Regions from separate parts of the Sus scrofa genome. Here region 1 is linked to region 2. A link is a contact called in public Hi-C data. All regions are on one chromosome and are shown on one strand. The core of a region is the stretch at or near the end of the contact, and the rest is flanking DNA. Distances in the headings are between cores, read along the strand shown. Region 1 overlaps SYBU (syntabulin). Region 2 holds the start of LOC110260476.

What was found. A called contact is a pair of places that touch in the nucleus more often than the background predicts.
Region 1: a contact with region 2 is called in a Hi-C map of liver, with 4 times the contacts expected there. The contact joins the enhancer-like site here to the promoter of LOC110260476 in region 2. A contact is called at or near these places in 3 of 5 promoter capture datasets (fetal liver and liver), 8 of 47 Hi-C or Micro-C datasets (brain, embryonic fibroblasts, liver and 1 more) and 1 of 2 datasets of contacts at active chromatin or transcription factors (skeletal muscle).

The regions. Positions count from the first base shown.
Region 1 is chr4:27,957,841-27,961,851 of Sscrofa11.1, forward strand. All of the region lies in intron 4 of SYBU (syntabulin), which reads left to right. Among named protein-coding and RNA genes, the nearest start is that of EBAG9, 54 kb to the right of the region's middle. Within about 2 kb of position 1,696, at least 9 of the 83 cell types and tissues checked have an H3K27ac peak or open chromatin away from gene starts, as enhancers often do. A contact at or near this core is called in fetal liver, liver and skeletal muscle, where this site is marked.
Region 2 is chr4:27,896,304-27,900,382 of Sscrofa11.1, forward strand. It overlaps LOC110260476, which reads right to left and starts at 2,654. Exons shown (of 2, transcript XM_021090801.1): 1 at 2,498-2,654; 2 at 1,177-2,495. The coding sequence starts at 2,654. The coding sequence ends at 2,311. SYBU (syntabulin) reads left to right here and starts at 2,961. Exons shown (of 9, transcript XM_021089009.1): 1 at 2,961-3,154. The coding sequence starts at 3,131.

The sequences.
Region 1 (4,011 bases), core at 446-2,945, 61 kb after region 2:
GTTTTGTTTTTTTTTTTTAATTTGTTGCTTCTATTTGAAGTGAGGATATAGGTGGCCAACCCGAATTAATTTGATAGCTTTGTGGTGACAAAGAATAACGGATGGCTTGGAGTTGCTTAAATAAGTGGTTTAGGATGGCTTAATACAGCTTACAAGATATCAGGATGGCTTTGTTCTCAGAGGCCTGAGATGTTCTGATGTATGAGGATGCCACAGTCTCCTGAAAGCAGGCAAAAATAATAACGTCCTAAGAGACTGGATTGCAGGCAGTGTTTTTTTTTTTTTTAATACGTCTATTTAGCAGTTTTTGCCCATCTTCTTTTTGTGTCCATTTTCCTCTCTTTCTCTAATTCCCGGCCTTACCATCACATGCACAGAATGCTTATCACCCTGAGGTTACGAATGAAATTAAGGCCTCTCCAGAGAACCCAGGAATTCTACCAAAGAAAAAAACCTCCAGAGCGTCCAGAGGCCAGTGAGAACAGCTTCTTGATAGTTGGAAAATGCCTTCTGCTGCAGGGTGTGTGATCACCAAGACGTGGGCATCAGGAAGTATCTTAAAGGTCACCAAGTTCATTCTCCCAGTTCAGTCCTGGAATCCCTCTCCACCAGCCCCAGCAGCTGATTGAAGATAGAATTGATGAGGATGACCTGGAGATGCACATTTTTAAGCTCCCTTCAGCTTTTCAAGCACAGCTCTTCAATGGCCAAATACCGTTCCCTGTGTTCCATTGAAGCATCCCCTATGACATCTAGAGTCCGGTGTCTACACACAAGCAGCCGGGTGGGCACTTTCTTGACTACAAAAACTGCCTTAGGCTAGTGCCATCCAAAAAAAATCCCTGTGGAAAATACTTTAGAAGTCTTAAAATGAGTATATATTTTGGCTTAAATAGTCTACTTTTAGGAATTGATTCTGAGGAATTAAGCAGACAGGGATAGAAATGTGTATGTCTGAGAAGATCCGTTAACCTGTGTTTAAGGACATAGACTCTGGGGTCAGATGGCTTGGTTCGTCTTGGCTCCACTTCTTAGTTGTGTCCCCTGTGTACGTCCCTCAACTTCTCCACCTGATCCGTAAAAGGGACTCATAGGTTCTGTCCTATTGTGGGAAATAAATGAGTTAATATGTAAAAGATGCTCAGGATGGTTTCTGGCATATAGCGTTTGTTACTAATAATAGAAAACTGGATGTGGCCTACATATTCCTTGATATAATAAAACAAAATGGGCCATGTTTTAAAGATATTCACATATTTTTTAATATTAGCTTACATAATAATATTTTACATATGAATGCTAAATAGTTATATACCAAAAGGTTATTTTTTTGGTGGTGGAATTAAGGACTACATTTTCCCCTCTGGATCATTGCTGTTTTTTAAAATTTTCCACAAAGGAAATATATTGTATAATAAAAGTTATCTTTTTAAACCCTTGCAGAATAATAACAGCTAACATGTATTGAGAGCTTATAACGGATCAGGTATTTTTCTAAGAGGGTAGATGGATCTTCATTGCTTGTAGTAACCCTGTGAGGCAGGTGCTATGATCATCATATCCTTTCACCGATGAAGAAACAGAGGCACAGAAAAGTGAAGTAATGTGCCTATGTCCTCCAGCTAGTAAGAAGTAGATGCGGCATGTGAACCCGGGCTGACTCAGGGCTTATGTTTTTCGGTTAGGAAATCTCTGTGTGTGATATTTGTAACCCAAAAGAGCATTGAACTCCAGCACCCACAACAATCACCCAGTCACATACACTGTTTAAAGGAAATACCTAAAGGGTGCCTCTCCTTCCTTCTATCTTCATTGCCAGCTGATGGATGAAAAACAGGGGATTTTCAGGTCTCCAGCCTTCCTTTTAGTTATCTTGCTTAGTAAATGGGGAGAACATATTCAGATGACCTAGTAAAACTGACTTTTCTATGTTCCCCTTAGAAAGAGTGCATTGACTTTACATTGCAATAACCAAACTCAAATAGTCCTGAATGCAGTTGCCGGGGGTCCTGAATGAGTGTCTCAGTCTCTCTCAGAAGCGCAGAAGAGAAGCTCGAAAAGTACAGGAACAAAGTGACCTTAGGTCGTGCAAACAATTGAGTCAATATATTGAGTTCCAGTAGCAATAAAGTTTAGAACAAAGTTGCCCCCTCAGTTCAGGGTACATAGTTATTGCAGTTTAAAGGCTCCATGAGGTAACAATGGATTTTCAGCAATTGTCTGTTTCTCTTCTACAATTTCCATTTGTACACAGGCAGTTAAATTGTAATCGGGGTTCCACATACCTTTTAAAGAAAGAAAATTGGGTGTTTCAGAGTAATAAATTTACATTAGAAAATAATGTTATACCTGGTGGCTGCAGCCACAGAATCTATATATAAGAATCATCTGCCTTTAATAACCAAACCCTTAATTCACTAGCAGTTAGGGCTGGTTGAAGTAGGCTGTCAGGACTGGTGTGTTCCTGGATAGCACTACCAGTCACGAGTCCTGGAGACTATTAAATACTACAGCTTGGCCACTGTATTACTCAGAGGCAGCAAATGAAATTCGGGGGGCTTCTAGGAGTTCATTACATCATTAGACAAAGGCTCTTGAATCCAGGAGGAATAGCCATTCCCAGTCCTGATAAATTGCTGCCTTAATCCTCCCAGAATTCTGCTGGGATTTGAGATTCACTGCTGTCATCTGTGCTAAGGGATCATTCTTGATCTCTTTCCCAGAAGAGGCTGAACTTCCTGAGAGGTCCTGGAAGCTGAGGAAGGGATATTTCTCTCTCTGCCTTGCTGTTGCTTACCTTCTCCTCCTCCTCCAGCAAAACTAATACATCCCGTCAGAGAGAGCATCTGTTCACCAGTGGGCTGGTCTTGCTGCATCTTGTCCTGATGGCTCCTCCTGGCTGTGAGGGAAACAGTAGTTTATTCAGGAACCTCTCCTGCCCCCGCTTCTTCCTGTTGCCTTTCTGAGGAGATGTTATCGCAGAAATAGAAGGGGAATTTGGTCCTGGACAGGACTCAGCTACCCACAAGCCTTGGATGAATAAATCAGCTTTGGTTTCCTCAATAGTATAACAGTGAGATTAATATCTGCCTTACAAAGTTGTCAGGATTAACGGATACTGAGAACAGAAAGAGCCTTGAACAGGGCCTAGAACCTAGTAAGCACGCCATAAGGGGTTATCATCAATAGATGATGACAGTTGCTGTCCACTGCTTGTTAGAAACTCAAGGGATTTAGATTAGTCATATATTTCAACTCAGACATGTGATCTGGCTCTGGCTTCTAGGGCAGAAGAGTCACAAATCATGTTGTAGGAATTGAGAAGTAAGGTCAAATAAAATTGGGTACCTAGATAGATTTTCCAAAAGCATCTGGAAATTTCTAAAAAAAAAAAATCTGGAGTTCCCGTTGTGGCTCATCGGGTTACCAACCGGACCAGTATCCATGAGGATGTGGGTCCAATCCCCGGCCTCACTCAGTGGGTTTAAGGATCCGGCATTGCTCTGGCTGTGGCTTAAACCAGCAGCTGCTGTTCCAATTCAATCCCTAGCTGGGAGCTTCTCATATGCCAAGGGTGCAGCCCTAAAAAGAACCCCCAGAAAAGGGGAGGTTGTTCTGTTACTTCTTCCAGTCCCCTGCACTTCCTTCCTCAGGCAATCCATGCCGTGGAATGTTTTCATTATTGGTATTTGAGAACTATGTATTTTTTGTTAAAAAAATAAATTTATATTATCCTACCACATGGCATGGTTCCAGTTACACACTGAACTCTAGGGGTGCTCCAAATGCAATGTGATCTTCATTAACTAGTAAACAGCCTCACCAGCCACCCCCAAAATGACAATTTCATATTTCAATATCATTCACAGGTTCTGTCACTGTCATTGTGAAGTTTCTTCACTCTTTTTGGAAATGTTCAGTTCCTGCTTTTTGTTAAGGTTCTGTTCTTCCTAGAAAAACTGCAGCTGCAGTCAGAGAAGGTGGATAATCAGATAGTGCCAGTGGGGGCAG
Region 2 (4,079 bases), core at 1,404-3,903:
AGCATTGCATTCATTTCTAAAGGAAAAGCCACAAAATTAAAAAACCAGACAGTAAGTATTGAGGTAGAAACTGAAAATGATGCATGAGAATATTTTAAAGCAATTTAAAATGACTATAATACGCTATATTAGATTATATCTCTTTGATGGTATAATCCAAATGTTATAAGACACTTCCCTTAACGATGTGAGAAACACTCGACTGAAATTCAACACAGGATATATATTAGCATTTGTAAAACTTGCCTTTTAAAACAGCATAAAAACAGGCTTGGGTTCCAAAAGTATAGAGCTAAGAGGCGTTTGAACACTAAATCATCAGCCTTTCCCTTAGCAGGTTGCTATGGTGACAGCAGGGCTACAGCAAGGCCTCTTACTGCCTGCACTTCTGCAGTAAACGCTTTCATTGAACACATGTTGGATTTTTTTAAGGCACACACCCCATCATCAAATACAAAGACATATTGGAGTCAGCTTTATCTGAGTCATTTTCTAAACAGAAGTTGTGTCTCTGCTCTTTATTCTGTACTGATGGAGCCCTTAAGGTGTTATTAGAATTCACTCATTCAGGCATTCATTCATTTGATTATTATATATTGTGTGCCTTTGTGTCAGGACCTGTGCTAGGCACTGCTTACATCCCTGGTGAAGACAGACAAATAAGTAGGAAATTCTGATACAAGACTGTAACAGCTCTCCAGGGGGTGAATTAAATACAGGTGTCCTGGAAGTATGGGCCTATCTTGGGGGGTCAGAGGAGGTTTTGGAAGAAACTTTCTAAAATGAAACTTAGTGTATGCATCCCTAGGAGTTGAGGAGAATGGGTGGGTGGGGTGCAAGAAATGCTCTAGACAAAGGGACCAGAATGTGCCACAGTCTAGAGAAAACAAGAGCATGATGCCTCTGAGAACTACAAGTTCTGCAGTTTGAGGGTATCTATTTGTATGTGGTGGGGGAGTGGCAGAGGGATGGTGGATAGAGGATGTGTAGAGGTGGTGAGGGATGGGGGGTCTAGAAGAGCAAGAAATGAGATGGGAGAAATAAAGCCAGATCAAGAACAGCATTTGTGCCACTTTAAGGAATTTGAATATTACTTGGAGGACAACTGGGAAATCATTAATGAGTTTTAATGAAGAAGTATGGCATTTCAGAAAAGACTTGTGGAAAAATTACGGAACTGGCAAGAAAGGAATAAGAAGCAAGACTGGAAGAAAGGCAATTTTAGTAAGACCATTATTGCAATAATCCAGGATGTTTCTAGTTTAGACTCTCAATGAAGGTAATGCAGTCCAGCAGTGGACAGAAGTAATCAGATTCAAGACATTATTTCTACAGTAGCATGGAGTTCATTTGTAATTTCCGCCCTGTGAGGGCCATGTGAGGGCGGAAAAAGTCAAGAAAGACTTTGAGGTTCTGACTTGAAACCTTCATAGTGGCAGGGGTTTCTGTTGTTGGGTCCCCAGATTTTTTTATTCTCAGTTCTCAGAAGGGAACGCAGAAGCAGCTTAACAGTTTGACTTTAACAGTTCCCGCCTATCTACAGTATATGTCCTTGGGACATAATTTTCGAGCTAATAGATTGCAGGGGCCATCCTGGAACATCACTTTCCTGAAGCCCCTCTCTGAGATAGGGGTGGGTATAAAAGTATGAATTAATCACCTCTTCCCCCAAATAAAGAATCTTAAGATTACCAACTTCACACATTTTAGAGATCTGATTGAAAAGACATGAAGATGTATGGAATAAAATCTCTTTAGGGATATAGAGGAGGCAAATTGATTTCACCTCATCGTCTGATTTCAGGCTCTTTCTAAGATTCACACTGTACAATCCTATGTTTGAAATTTTAGGGCTCAGAAAAAAATGCTCTTTGGAGGACAGAATGAGATGGTGGTGTTCAAACTATTTTCAAGGATCATAGTCCTCCCATGTAGAACACTGAGTGTATTGATCAGACTGTTCCCTGTTCACGTTGCTGCTTAGATATTCTCCAATTCTGAAATAAAAGGCATCAAAGTTATTCATATAGAGTTTCCAGCCATTTGGAAAGTTTTGTTCCATCAGCTGGGTACAGCTGATTTGGGGGGGAAGTGGGGGGGTATTTGTTTTGTTTTCCTCATCTAATCCTCATAGCTACTCTTGAGGTATTATTATTTTTACCCCTCAAATTTAAGGAGGATAAATTTGAAGTCCAGAGAGGTCAAGAACTTTAGGTATAAAGGCACTCCCCTAGAAGGAAGTGAAGTGCTGCCTTGAACCGGTTTTCTGAGTTCAAGTGCAATGTTTCCAGAACCAGGGGCGGCTGCAGGTCAGAGCTGGAGAAAAGGCTGCTTTCGCTCTAAGCGGCCTGGCTTCCCAAGCCCACGGGAACCCGCCTCATTCTTTCCCTGCGGCGTTGCACTGCCAATGCCGAGCCCATCTGATGCAAATCCGCCACAGAGAATCGCAACCTTGGAGATCCCAGAACCCATATGCTGTGTCAGTCCTGCAGCATTGCTTGGCTGGGGTGTGGGCAGAGGGGGACCCGCCCAGTGTCTCTCTAGGGCGATAATTGTGGGGAGCTGTATGTTGACCTAAAACCGAAAGGGCATGGAGGGGCCGCGAGGGAGAAACTTTCCCTTTCTCCATTTTGGTTCTCAGTGATATCACAGCTTTAATGGGTTCTTCAATCCGACGTGCACCCCCTTCAAACCCGATACGAGGTGCCAGAAAAAGGGGTGTTGCGCATCTCCCGGCTGGAGATGTTCCGAGCCCCCGCCGGCCCCCTTTGGGTCTGTCCCAGAAGAGAGGGAGGGGCGCGCGGACCTGAGAGGGAAGTGCCCGCGGCAAAGTCGGGCTGACCCTGGGCACGGGGGTGCCTCCCCGGGGCTGGCAGGTAAGGGAAGTCCGGGAGAGTGGGCGGCGCCCGGGGAACGGCGGTGGCACCACGTGTCCGGCCGGGGCGGGGCGCCCGGGCGCGCCCTCGGAGCCAAGCGCGAACCGCGGCAGCGGCGGCGGCGCGTGAGCCCCGCAGCAGCCGCCGCCCGCAGCGCGCGCGGGCTCAGCGCAGTGTCCTGGCCCCGGTGCCCGCAGGTGCCTCCTCCTGGACGGCGGCAGCGGCGGCGCGAGGAGCCAGTGGGCTGCAGCGCGATGGGACCTCTTCGGGAGACCAAGGTAAGGAGGGCACGTCTTGCGGGTGCGGATGGCAGTGTCCGCCGATGTCAGAGGGAGAAGGAGGCGGGTCAGGTGAGAGCTGAAAAGGTTGGCGGACAGAGTTATGGTAGACGGGGACAAGGAGGTGCTGGGCACGATGAGAAGGCAGGGGAGCAGTTGCTCAGGTGATGAGACCTGGGAGATGGGGAGATGGTACTGGAGAAAAAGATTTGGAGGGTTGACAGTAGGATTAAAAAGATTAACTCTGGTGGGTTAATCCCATCCCCTGAAATTGGAGATTTCGGATCTAGCTCTCAATTGATGTTATCTGTGTGTGATGTGGATAAAAAGGATTTGATGTATTGGTGACTGAAAAATAAGGACTCCAGCATTGGTTCAGGGTCTGCCTTGTGCCAGCGGAGTGGCTGACGTGTGATACCTGCTGGGTGACCGATGTGCAGAACAAATCCAGAGGCTGGGTGCGGCTTGCGCCCCTGGATAGGGTGGATGCCTGAGCGACCGCAGGAGTTACCCGCGGCTGGGCTTTCCCTGCAATTTCTGCACTGCGAGGGCCTCCCAAAGCTGTTTGCTTTGGCAGCGACCCTTCCTGGTAAGCCGCGTGGAAATGAGCAGGAGGTCGTATTTCCAAATAGTGTTTGTTACCTAATCAGAAGCCCTTTTTCCTTTGCACAGGTTAGAGGGAGCAGTGGGTGGGTGGGTATGTGTGTGTGTGTGTGTGTGTGTGTGTGTGTGTGTGTGTGTGTGGTTTTTCTTCCTTTTTTCTTTCTTTCTTTCTTTTCTTTTCTTTTTTTTTTTTTTTTTGCCAAGAGCTCCTCCTAAGAATCCATTTTAATAAGGAAGGGTGGTGGTGACCCCAAAAAGCACCAGACTTCTGGCCTGTTCTGCTTCTAGATGATGTGCAGCAGTCTTGGCTAAGCATCTTTAG